Linked DNA regions of Mus musculus: region 2 is linked to region 1. A link is a contact called in public Hi-C data. All regions are on one chromosome and are shown on one strand. Each heading gives the region's core, a stretch centred on a gene start, on an enhancer-like site or on the middle of the called end of the contact. The rest is flanking DNA. Distances are from core to core; before and after follow the strand shown. Region 1 has its middle 40 kb from the start of Slc35c1. Region 2 overlaps Syt13 (synaptotagmin XIII).

What was found. Hi-C and Micro-C count contacts between places; a contact is called where the count stands out from the background.
Region 2: a Hi-C map of cerebral cortex shows a contact between it and region 1, with 2.6 times the contacts expected there. The contact joins two enhancer-like sites. A contact is called at or near these places in 5 of 484 Hi-C or Micro-C datasets (the HPC-7 cell line, cerebral cortex, embryonic stem cells and 1 more).

The regions. Positions count from the first base shown.
Region 1 is chr2:92,497,160-92,503,033 of GRCm38.p6, reverse strand. No RefSeq gene overlaps it. Among named protein-coding and RNA genes, the nearest start is that of Slc35c1, 40 kb to the right of the region's middle. Within about 2 kb of position 3,298, at least 40 of the 459 cell types and tissues checked have an H3K27ac peak or open chromatin away from gene starts, as enhancers often do. A contact at or near this core is called in cerebral cortex and trophoblast stem cells, where this site is marked.
Region 2 is chr2:92,944,189-92,949,819 of GRCm38.p6, reverse strand. It overlaps Syt13 (synaptotagmin XIII), which reads right to left. Exons shown (of 6, transcript NM_030725.4): 4 at 3,605-3,906. Among named protein-coding and RNA genes, the nearest start is that of Gm13791, 27 kb to the right of the region's middle. Within about 2 kb of position 1,344, at least 109 of the 459 cell types and tissues checked have an H3K27ac peak or open chromatin away from gene starts, as enhancers often do. A contact at or near this core is called in cerebral cortex and trophoblast stem cells, where this site is marked.

The DNA.
Region 1 (5,874 bases), core at 2,049-4,548:
TGATTGACTCCAGGAAGCAGTGGGCTCATGGCTGGGAATAGCAGGCAGGCAGGCAGGCAGGCACCAGCTGCCCCCGCTTCCTTCACCTTGTGCCTCAGCGGGCTCACCCCAGTCTCTAAGAGATGCCTGTGCTCTGAAGGTCCTCCCAAGTCTTCTCTTAGCCTTGAGATGGACCTCTTCCCCCATGCTTCCCCCTCTTCCTGCAGGCTACCCAAGTGGCTGCCTCCTTTCTAAAAAGATTGTCTTTATTATGCATACAGCGTTCTGCCTGCATGTGCACCTACAGGCCAGAAGAGGATGCCAGATCTCATTATAGATGGTTGTGAGCCACCATGTGGTTGCTGGGAATTGAACCCAGGACCTCTGAGCCTCTGAGCCATCTCTACAGCCCCTCCCCCCACATCTATCCCCAATCTCACTCACCCCCACCCCCCCCCCTAGATTTTCTAAACGCTTACGATATCTTTCACTCTTGTCACAACCTCAATACGGTTATTCCCAGGCCAAGTGGTAGACCACAGCCCTGTATCTTTTTGTTTTCCTTGTCAGTTATTACTGCTGTTCATCAGCTTGGGGTTGTTTATTTTATTTTATTTAGACAATTGACAAAATCCTCCAAGCTCTGTCATTTTCCACGTGGCCAAACTTGTCCCATAATTTGCCAGATCCATTCATATTCCTGGGGACAAATTCGCTGGCCCTTAGATCCCCTGGCTTCCTGCTGCCCTGGGCAAGGCCCGACTGCTCTCCCTGAGCCATTATTCAAGGAATTCTTTGCTTTCTCTTCTTCTCTGTTGGAACCTCTATTTCTGACCCAACTTCTTTTTGTCTCCCTGTTTGTATGTGTATCTATTTATACATGTGTGTACTATGCATGTAGATATATATATATATATAATACACATGTGTGTATATATATAATGTTATATGTTTGTTGTATATTATATATTTATTATATATTTATTACATATATTTGTTTGTGTGAGAATGTATGTGTGTATAAGTGTGATGTGTGTGTGTGTGTGTGTGTGTTATGTACATGTATAGCGCTCCAGTACATGTGAGGAGTCCACAGGAAGACATCAGGTCTATTGCTTTCTACTTTATTACTCTGAGACAGGGTCTCTCACAGAACCTAGAGCTAGGCTGGCAGGCAGAAAGTCCCTATGGTCTTCCTGTCTGCACCAGTCAGAGTCCTGGAATTGTCCTCGTGCCTGCTCAGAAAATGCTCTTTCCCACCGATCCATCTCTGAAGCCTTTTATAAGTATGTGTACTTGCACATACATGCTTGGGTGTGGGCAGGTGCATACAGGTATGTGAATGTTAGGTGTGAGTGTGTGAGAGTATGTGTGTGTGCTGGCTGTGGGGGTTGGGGGAGCCAGAGGACAACTTCAGATGTCATTCTCAAGGCTTCAAAAGTGAATGCCTCTGTTAAGGCCTGGATCTCATTGGCTATGCTAGGAGGCCTAGCCCTCAAGACTCAAAGACTCCCACCTCCTGGGTGCTGGGATTACAAGCTTCGGTCACTACACCCAGTTTTTTAGGAGGTGCTCAGATCCAGTCTGGTTCTTATACTTGCTATGCAAGTGCTTTATTGAGCTACCTCCTGGGCCCCAAATCTTCACTTTAAATAAAGGCAGGGTCTAACCCCAAGGATGCACCACGTGGCTCGCCTGCACAGCTTCCCTTGCCTGCTTGAGGTTTAGGGATAGAGAGAGCTTTGAGTTCCATCAAAGATGATATTCAGATGGTCCCTGACCCTCTTGGTGTCCCTAACATAGTTTGCAGGAGAACCAAGTGGAAACCCCTGTCTTCCACCAGCTTGGAAGGCCACGACTGAAAGCTCAGAGGGACAGGAAGGGACCGAGTTGTGGAAGTGAGAGAATCATACCTGAGCAGAAGGAACCGAGTGAACACAGGCAAAGCAGAAATGAGCAAACTTCTTACAGTGTTCCACGGATGGAAGCCTGGACCCTGAAGCCAGCTGGGAGCTTAAGGAGGCAGTCTGTGACCAGAGTCACCTGTCTCCAGCCATGGTCAATGGGCTAGGGACAGAGAAGGAACACTAGCCCCTGAGGGAAACGACAGTGGTCTCCAAGTGAGAGATGGCTGAGGCAAACCCAACAGATGCCTGCGATGCAAAGGGACATCCAGGTGAAAGGCTAGAGGCAGGATGAGCAGGTCTTGTGACTGACAGGTTTATGGAGACTGGGGGTAGGAGGAGCCTACTCTGGTACAGACAACAAGCAAGAAGAAAGGAAGCTCACCAAGGTGGAGCAAGCAGGTATGGGAAACTCTGCTTGCTTTTATGTAGTGTAATGATTACGTTTCTTTTGTCATTGATGATGATGATGATGTTTTCTCTAGCCTATCCTGGACTTGCTTTGTAGTCCAGGCTGGCCTTATCACAGATATACCTGCCTCTGCCTCCTGAGTGCTGGGATTAAAGGCGTGTGTCACCACGGCTGGCCTAAATTACTTTTCTATTGCTGAGATAAAACACCATGACAAGGAAATGCTTATAGAAGGGATTTATTTGGGCTTGCAGTTCCAGGGGCATGGCGTCCCTCATCTCAGGAGAGTGTGGAAGCAAGCAGCAAGCATGACCGCAGAAGCGGGAAGCCAAGGGCTCACTTCTTGAGCCACAAGCAGCAGAGAGAAAAAACTAGAAATGTCCCAGGTGTTTAAACTCTCAAAGCCCACGCCCAATGACATGCTTTCTCCAGCAAGGCCACACCTCCTAAACCTTCCCCAGACAGTGCCACCAACTGGAGACCAAGAAGTCAAATGCCTGAGGCTATGGGGAGCATTTATCATAGAGCCACAGTGCCCTTGGCACAGGGCTCTGATTCATTCAAGCTGTGCATCCCCAGAGCCAGGTCAGATCCTGTTCTGCCACCTAAAGTGGGTGTGCTGAGGAAGAATAGTTACATCACCCTCTACAGCGTGGACACACCCCACTCCCCTGAACCCTGAACTTTCTTCACCTGCTGGTTACCAGATAGCAGTGACTCTTTGGGCCTGGGAAGGAGCATGGTCCTGCCTCCTTTGCATGGGTCTCCTCCCCTCCACACAGTTGGGAAAAGAAGAGTGGACTCAGTGGTTGTTATGGCAACAAGGGCTCCCAAGATGGAAGGAAAGGAAGGCTTGCTCCAGGGTTGCCATAGCAACCTGGATCCTCAAGGCCAGCTTTGAAGACAAAAACCACACACACACACACACACACACACACACACACACACACCAACTTAACAAAGAAAGTGACAGACTTTCAGGGCTCTTCATGACCCAGAGAACAACCAAGGATGTGAGGAGCATCGTCCGTCAAGGTGTCCAGTCTTACAGCTGACTTCAGACTCACACTCAAAAGCTAGTGTGCTTTTCCAGGAAAATCGCCAGAATCTGCAAGTCATACACACACTAAGCAAACATTTGACTGAGCCTACTGTGTGCACAGAGCACTGTGACAGGTAAGACTTCTGTCATGTTCTCACAGTGGACAGGACTGCTGTGAGGTGGGGTGGAAACAGCCCAGTGTTTTCTGAAGATCATCTGGTTATGAACATGGCAATTCCATTGCCGACTCTGCCTGCAGCAGTGCTCCGAGGGACTGGGCTCACAGCTTTACTATTTACAGCAGCAAAGAATGAGGAAGAAGGGGCTGGAGAGATGGCTCAGCGGTTAAGAGCACTGACTGCTCTTCTGAAGGTCCTGAGTTCAAATCCCAGCAACCACACGGTGGCTCACAATCATCTGTAATGAAATCTGACACCCTCTTCTGGTGCATCTGAAGACAGCTACAGTGCACTTGTTTATAATAATAAATAAAATCTTAAAAAAAAAAAAAAAAGAATGAGGAAGAACTTACATGCAAGGCCTGCTAAGCATGAGGGTCTGGATTCGAATTCCCAGCACCCAAGTGAAAAGGTTGGGTGTGGCTGGATGAGAAAGCAGAGACAGGAGGATTGCTGGCTTGCCAGCTGCCAGTTTAGCTCTAGATTCAATGAGACACTCAAAGGCATAAGGTAGCGAATTACAGAATGGGACACCCAGCCTCCTCCTCGGGCCTTCACACAAGTGTACTCCAGAGCTGAGCATCCCCCCAACACACACACACACACACACACACACACACACACACACACACGAAGGGGCGGGGAGAGGAAGGAGGAGTTCAGGTAAACAAACATCAGAGTGTTTTAATTGAACAGCTCTATGTGGGTAGAGGAAGGCCAGATGGTGGCAGTCTCCCAGAAACTGTGCCATTGGCCAGTGTAATCAAAGATGGACATGTGCATGGTTACTGCTAAGCTGTCCAGACAGAGCAAAGAGTGTGTTTGAGTTTAGAATTTAAAATTGAGAGGTAGGTAGGCTAATGGACATAGAGTAGGTCAGGGGTGAGACACCAGCCTTAGCAGAACTTAGCAGAGATGTGTGGGCCAGGGCCTCTAAGGGGCAGCAGGAGGTGAGGCCCTGCAGCTTGCAGTGTTGATCCCAAGGAGAAGACAGAAAGGCTGGAAACATAGCAAGAGCAGAGGCTGGAAAGCTTGGGGCCCCGTGTGTTCAAGATGGCCCTGGGCTTGATGCAGAGGAGACAGGCAGAGGTGAAGACCTAAGAGGTCCCTCTGAGTGCCCTTGAGTGGGGGAGCACAGGGCAGGAATAGGCCTTGGTACGCAGCTAGAGTCCTACAAGAAAGACAAGATGGAGACGCCAGATTAAGGTGGGTGTAAGGAGAGGAGAGGGCAGCAAGTGCAGCTGGAGAAAGCATAGGCTTTACATTGTTAGAACTGGGGGGACTTCCTTAGCCTTTAGGTAGGGGACTCCAAACCCTCACAGGATGGGGCCAGGGAGGGTCTCGGCCTTTTACTTTCTCTCTGAATCTTTTGTGGGGCTTGGCTCAGTTCTTCCAAGACCTGAACCTTTTTGCCTCCCGATGGCAACAATCCCAGCTGAGCTGGAAGCAAAGGCGAGGCTGCTGCCTGGAGCCCCTTGGGAAGAAGAGGGGAGAGGAAGATGGCGCCTTTGATGTCCGGAAAGCCAGGACCACTCTCAGAAGTCACAGCCTAATTAGGGCACAGAAGCTGGGGACAGAATAGGGCACTGAGAGAGGCAGGTGGAGATCATTTGGTGCCCTCGAGAGCCGATCCAAGTTTCCTCTGGCACCTGCCTTTCTGCTGCCTTACCCAGTGTCAGCTACCCAGGCCGTCCTGGGATAGGCAGAGGTCCTGGGCACAAGAGCTGGAGCCCTGGAATCTAGTGTCTTCCTGTCCTACAGCTCTATGAGCTGATCTTGAACATGTCACCGAGCTGTCAGTGTGCTGTGGGTGCGGGGGCCTGGAACACAGGTGAAGAAAGGCCACATGGCACATTGTGATTTTCCTACAAATGAAAGAACCCGGGGTGAAGAGAGAGGGTCGTGCCATCCTGTCTGCTGTCTGTATCCATCAGGTGAGTTCAAAGAAGAAGAGTCAGCTCTGTGGACACTGATCTGAAAGAGACACCCAGTGAGGAAAAGGTCACCTATCACACCAGCTTTGGGAACCCCTAGCCGATCTTCTTCCTCTTAGAGGGACTGCCCTGACTATTTACTTGTGAAAGGAGGCATCCCTGCAGTGGACCTGTTTAAGGCTCTTCCCAAACATACACATAGCACTCTCCCTCCCCCTTTCCAGAAGGCTGCTAGCAGAAAGTGGGTTCCGTGCAACATACCTTGGCAAGAACTGACCTGACGCATAGGTACTGGGAGCTAGGGATTTAGCTGAGTGGTGAAATGCTTACCTGGCCTGCACAGAACCCGGGATTCATCTCTAACATGGCAGAGGGGAAAGGAAGGAGAGGGAAGAGGGAAGGAAGAAGGGAAATGGAAGGGGCA
Region 2 (5,631 bases), core at 95-2,594, 450 kb before region 1:
GGGAGCCCATCCCCTACCCAAACACTGAGGTCACTGGTAAGTGGTCACAGAGCCCTTTACCTCCTTCAGTCAAACTGGCAGGAGCCCAGCTGTGGATAGTGGAGCCCTGCTGTGTGCTCTGAGCACACCCTCTGCCTCAGAGCATGCCTGTCATCCAGGACAAATGTCTCTACCATGACCCCAACAGCTCATTCTTCCCAGGGGATCCTTTAGAAACTATCCTATGCCCTTGAGGGAGGATCCAGGTCTCTACCCTAATTGCTTCCCTTCTGCTCCTCTAATTTTTCTCCTCTTCTGTTTCTAATTTTAAGAATTGGGGAACCTGCAGGCCATTACCTCATGATGGGAACTGAACCCCCAAAGCAGTAGCAATACCCCTATAGAGAAGTGAGATAACCTCACCCACACCTTTGTGCCCACAATTATCCTGCCTCTGCCATCTCAGGGCTACTTCAGGACAGGAAGGCAGACAGCTTTCTTAAGCAGTGGGGAAACAAGCTTTCCTGCTCTGCCTCCATTCCTGTCCATGCTAATTGGACCCTTGAGGCAGCTTGTGGTCTATCCCGGTCTGTTGAGATGCCCAGAGGAAGGCCTTGGCCTTGAGATTTCAGTAGAAGTTTAATTAGATATAGATAGCTAGTCACATGACAAATTGATCTGGGAGTGCCGGGGACTCTTGGTGTGACAAGAGAGCAGACAGCCATGGTCTATTAAACACGAACACTCTGCTCCACCCAATTGTGTTGCCTGTCCCCGCAGACTGCAGGTTCATTCCACAGCCCTGGCACTGGGCATGCACTGGATACAAAATACATGTTTGCCAGAAATTTTGCAGACATCTCTCTTAATCTTGGCCGTGACCTTGGGAAGGGAACTGAAGTTCTCATTCTCCTTGGGAGAACCAGGTGGGAGCTACCTCCTGGGTCAGCAGCTATGACACAGCAAATCTGAAGCTATGACACAGCAAATCTGAGACTCCCGTGGAATCTGCTCTAAGTCCCAGTCACTGCTCCAGCTTCCTAGGTGAATGTCCTCTTGTTCTCATGTCACAGTGGAGGCAGTGAGGTCTGGGGATAGGTGACAAACACATAGCCTGGGAGCAGCAGAGCCGTCAAGGTCACCTATCAGAGTGACACAGCTGTCCTGGGCCACTGTTAAAAATGACCAGGCCTGAGCCCTCTGCCCTCCACCCCTCAGCAGGTCTGCACTCTTGACGCACGTGAGAGTGAAAACCAGGACCAGCCATGTGGATGTCATCACACAAGAGAACTGCAGCCACACCTGGCCCTAGTCTCAAAGCACCACAAAGGAAAAAAAAAAAAAAAACGAGGCTTCCCCCCCTCCCTCTTCCTGTCTCACGCTACCGCCTTTTCTCTTAGATGCTCAGTGAATCACTCCAGGCTGCCCTCAGAGTGGGGTGCTCCGTTGTCCCAAATGACGCACATGCCACTTTTGGCTAAATGTCTTCCGGCAGGAATTGGGGCATTGCTGCCGCCTCTGTTAACCCATTCAAGCCCAAAAAGGAACAAAACTAAACAAAAACATCTGGTTTGCAGAGACTGCAGACTCTCTTATCAGCTTTAAATCAGCTCTCAGTCTGCATCTGGGTGGGGTTCCTGACCTGGCCAGGAGCTGAATGGCTCCTGCACACCACTACCCGGAGGGAAAGAGATGCTCCTGGCTAGCTCTGGAGTAGTGACAGCTGCAGCAAGTGATGACAGTAAGATGGATGAGCCTGAGGACAGGGCTCCAGCTGCAGCTGTGGCTTACTGCCTGGGACACAGCAGGGGTTGGGCGAGGTGCTTAGGAATGAGCGATTATTGTCTTCCAGGGGATAGACAGCAACAGGCAAGATACTCAGGATTCTGTCTCAGTGAGGTGGATTTCAGCCCTTCTGGGGTCATTCCAAAAGCACCCAAGCCTGGTAGGGGGACCTTCTAAGCTCCAGAGAGGATAAGCTTATTAGTTTAAGAAGCCCACATGTCTTCTCTCCCACCAGGGACCCTGTGTGTGACTCCACATACCACATAGTCATTAGAAAGTGGGCTTTGAGACATCAGGTCTCAAAGGGTGGCTGTGGTTTTTCCTCTCAATTTTCCAAGCGGAGAAAAGACAGAGAAACAGGGCTCAGGAGAAACGATGAGCCAAAGAGAAGCCGGAGAGGAGAGGAATCTGCTCTGCCTCCTACAGTCCAGGCTTGAATAGAAAAGACGCCTGTCCATCACCTCCTCTGGCATGTGCAGGGCAGTTTGAAAAAGCACCCAGGATGAGAAAGGACATGCCGTCGAGGCTGAGCTATCTGCCCCGCTGGTCTGCTGATGCTGTGTGGATTTCTAATCAGGTCAGCCTCAGTTCCCCTATGTGTGCAGAGAGGGTGGTAACAGTGTTGCCCTTACCTGTCTGGTTTGGAAGTGATGATGATGATGGTGGTGGTGGTGGTGGTGGTGACAACCATGACTACTACTACTACTGCTGATACTATTACTACTATTCAGATAGATGACTTCCTAAGCCAAGCCACTTAGATGGGGCACACAGAAATAGTGTCCCAATGGGCAGATTGGCAACTTGCTTTATCCAGAAAGGTAATGGGAAAGGCTTGCAACTTTGTGGGTCTTTCAAGCTGGTCCAGACTGGTCCAGCCTGTGACCCATGGGTTGTAGGAAGCCTCGTGACATAAGGATTTCTATAAATGCCACCCAATGCAAAACCATAAACTCACGTAAAGCATTTTGAGATTGTTTTGTGATATTTATATACATATACACGGTTCTTGATGGTAAATCATGACAGGCGAATGACAACATCATATCCCAGTGTCAAAAGGTTGGACACATCTTAGTGATGGAAAACAGCAAACTGACAGACAAGCTATCATTATCAGAAGTTCCCTGAAGGTTGCTCAGTGGCAGGCTCGTGGATTGATTCTGACTGACACACCATCCCTGACCTGCCTTGACGCCATTATTGTCCTGGTTGGTAGGGGACATGGCTTGATTCCCCAAGGAGCCCAAGGTCTCAGCAGCCTCCACAGTGGACACTATCCCAGACCAGCATCTGTGCAGACCACTGATTGTACTCTGCTCTTCACAGAGCCCAGACAGCTCATTCAGTATTAGCACCCCTTCCTAACAGACCTTCCAGAACATTCCATCAGAGCACATACAGGCTCTTCTTAGACATCCCAGGATCTAAATCCTGTCTCAGATCAGCTGTCAGCAGCTATCTGTATCAGTTTGTCCCCAGGTCTGCATGCTCTGAGATCAGAGGGGCTCTGTGCTTCCTTCCTCTGCTCACCTCTGCAGGGCTAGCTGGAGAGGAACATAAGAATCAAAGCTGTATTTAGATGAGGGAGGCTGTCATAGCATGAAAGCTGATGCCACCCTCACCATGATGCTGCCCCTGGTGGCTGGTCTGTCCTCAAACAGGTGCCAGGAACCCCAAGTTCTGGGCTACGAATCTGCTACCTACGGCCTCTGACCGGGAGCCCAAGCTGCCTTTGCTCTGAGCTGAGAGTGTCTCTAGAGTCTTGTTTCATCATCTCAACCTTCTCCTCTGAAGCTCTACCAGCCAGCTCTAGGCCTCTGGTCTGAAAGCTCCCTACCTTTGCTGTGGTCTTCAGCTCACCCCACTGTGCTGCCCCCAGGGGTACAGATGCTCCATCCAGGCCCAGGCGGAGTTCCCCAATCACACTATGGCGGGAGAAGCGGTCACAGGTGCGCAGGGTGAGTGTCAGGGTAGCTGTGGGGAGCTCTTCCTCACCCAGGGGCAGGGCCAGGCCCTCCTCCCAGGTTGTGTGCAGCTGCCGCTTCTTCAGAGCTGTCTGTGCCTCCACAGAGCCGGTCTTGACAGCCACGCTGCCTTGGATGTAACAGTCACAGCCTCCTTCATGGTCACTGGTGACAGCTGCAGGCAGGAACAAAACAAGACAGACCTGGGACTTCCCGGGCTTTGGGGAGATAGGTCTCCAGATGGGGCTATAGAACACAGGTGACCTGGGGTGTCTGCAGGACCACGGGGTTGCCACAGCATTCCATCACTATGTAACAGTCTTGTGGGGAAGAAGCATTTCAAATTGGGACATCATGGAACTGGGCGGGGGAGGGTTCCTTGGATAGTAAGGATAAGAGGAGGCACTTTCCAGGTTCCTTCCGACCTCAAGATTCAGAGACGTCCCCATTGGTGCCAAGGTCCCTGACGAGCTTTGGTTAGGATAGCTACCAACGCTGTGTGTGACTCATGGATTTCTGTATTTTAAATATTTACCACACAGCCACTTGCGATCTGAGTCACCCGGCTGCTGCCTCATGAATGTTGCTTCCGACTCTCGACCTTGATGGTTTGGATGCATCCCACTGTGGATTGTGTTAGTCAGTTTTCTGACACTGTAACAAACACCTTAGAGTACCAGCTTAGAGAGTAAAAAGGTTTACTTGGTTTCATAGTTTCAGAAATGCTAGCCCATGGGACCATCGGTTACATTGCTTTGTTAGGCAGCATGTCATGGTGGAATCACATGACCCAGCAGAACAATTACATCATAGCCAGGGAACAAATGAGTGTGAGAGAAACAGATCAGTGGATTGGGGAGCAAGTGTTAGCTGCATGCACTTCTGGGGACAGTTAGGATCTAAGCTATAGCATTTGGCCACTCTGATGGGCTTCGGTCTTTAACCTCACCAGGAAAGGGACCTGGGTCTCCCACTCAGCGCCCTGCTCTGTGTCACTAATGTGTCACTGTGTCCATCCCTGCTGACCAGTGTGCTTCTAAAGTGTCATGGCGTGGATGTGTCCTGCATACCCTCCTAAGACTCTGATGATGATCCCTTCACTGTGGGAGCTGATATGAGAAAGAGAGAGAGAGAGAGAGAGAGAGAGAGAGAGAGAGAGAGAGGTTGAATGAGCCCATTCTCCATCAATGAGGCCTGAGGACCTGGTGCTTCCTTCTGAGCTTCAAGTGGCTGTTTGTTCCTGGCTCCATCACTCATTATCAGAGTAACCTGGAGCCCTGGGAGGAGAGGCTAGAACTGTTTCCTAATCTATAAAATTGTAGTTACCTGAGGACCAGAGGTGTACATGGGAGTGCTTAAACATTTTAAGCAACAGAACAAAGGGAAAAATTCTCACTCAGATAAGGAAACTAGGGGCTGTGGGGGGAGGGGGGTGAAGCTCAGGGGTGGGGAACTTACTCAGCAGGCTTGAAGCCCTGGTTTCCATCTCCAAGGTCAAGTTCAATACAAGACTGATGTGGTACAAGTGACAGTTAGCTTTGTCAACTTGATAAGATCTAGAATCATCTAGAGGACCAACCTGTGGGCGTGGTCATGAGGGAGCTTTTAGATCCCAAAGACCCACCAATGGTGCCTTCTGAGAGCCTAAGCTGAAAAAGTAACTGAGCCTCAGAGTTCATCACTCTGTGTTTCTGGTCTGTAGACATTGTGGTCGGCTGCCTCAGTCCCCGGCTGCCTCAATCCCCGGCTGCCTCAATCCCTGGCAGCCATGGTACACAATGGACGTGTATTCTCCAACTGTGGGCCAGAATGAATCCTTTCCCTTTAAATTGCTTTTGTCAGGATATTTTATCAAAGCAGATAGATAAGTCACTAATGAGGGTTTGGACCTTCACACGTC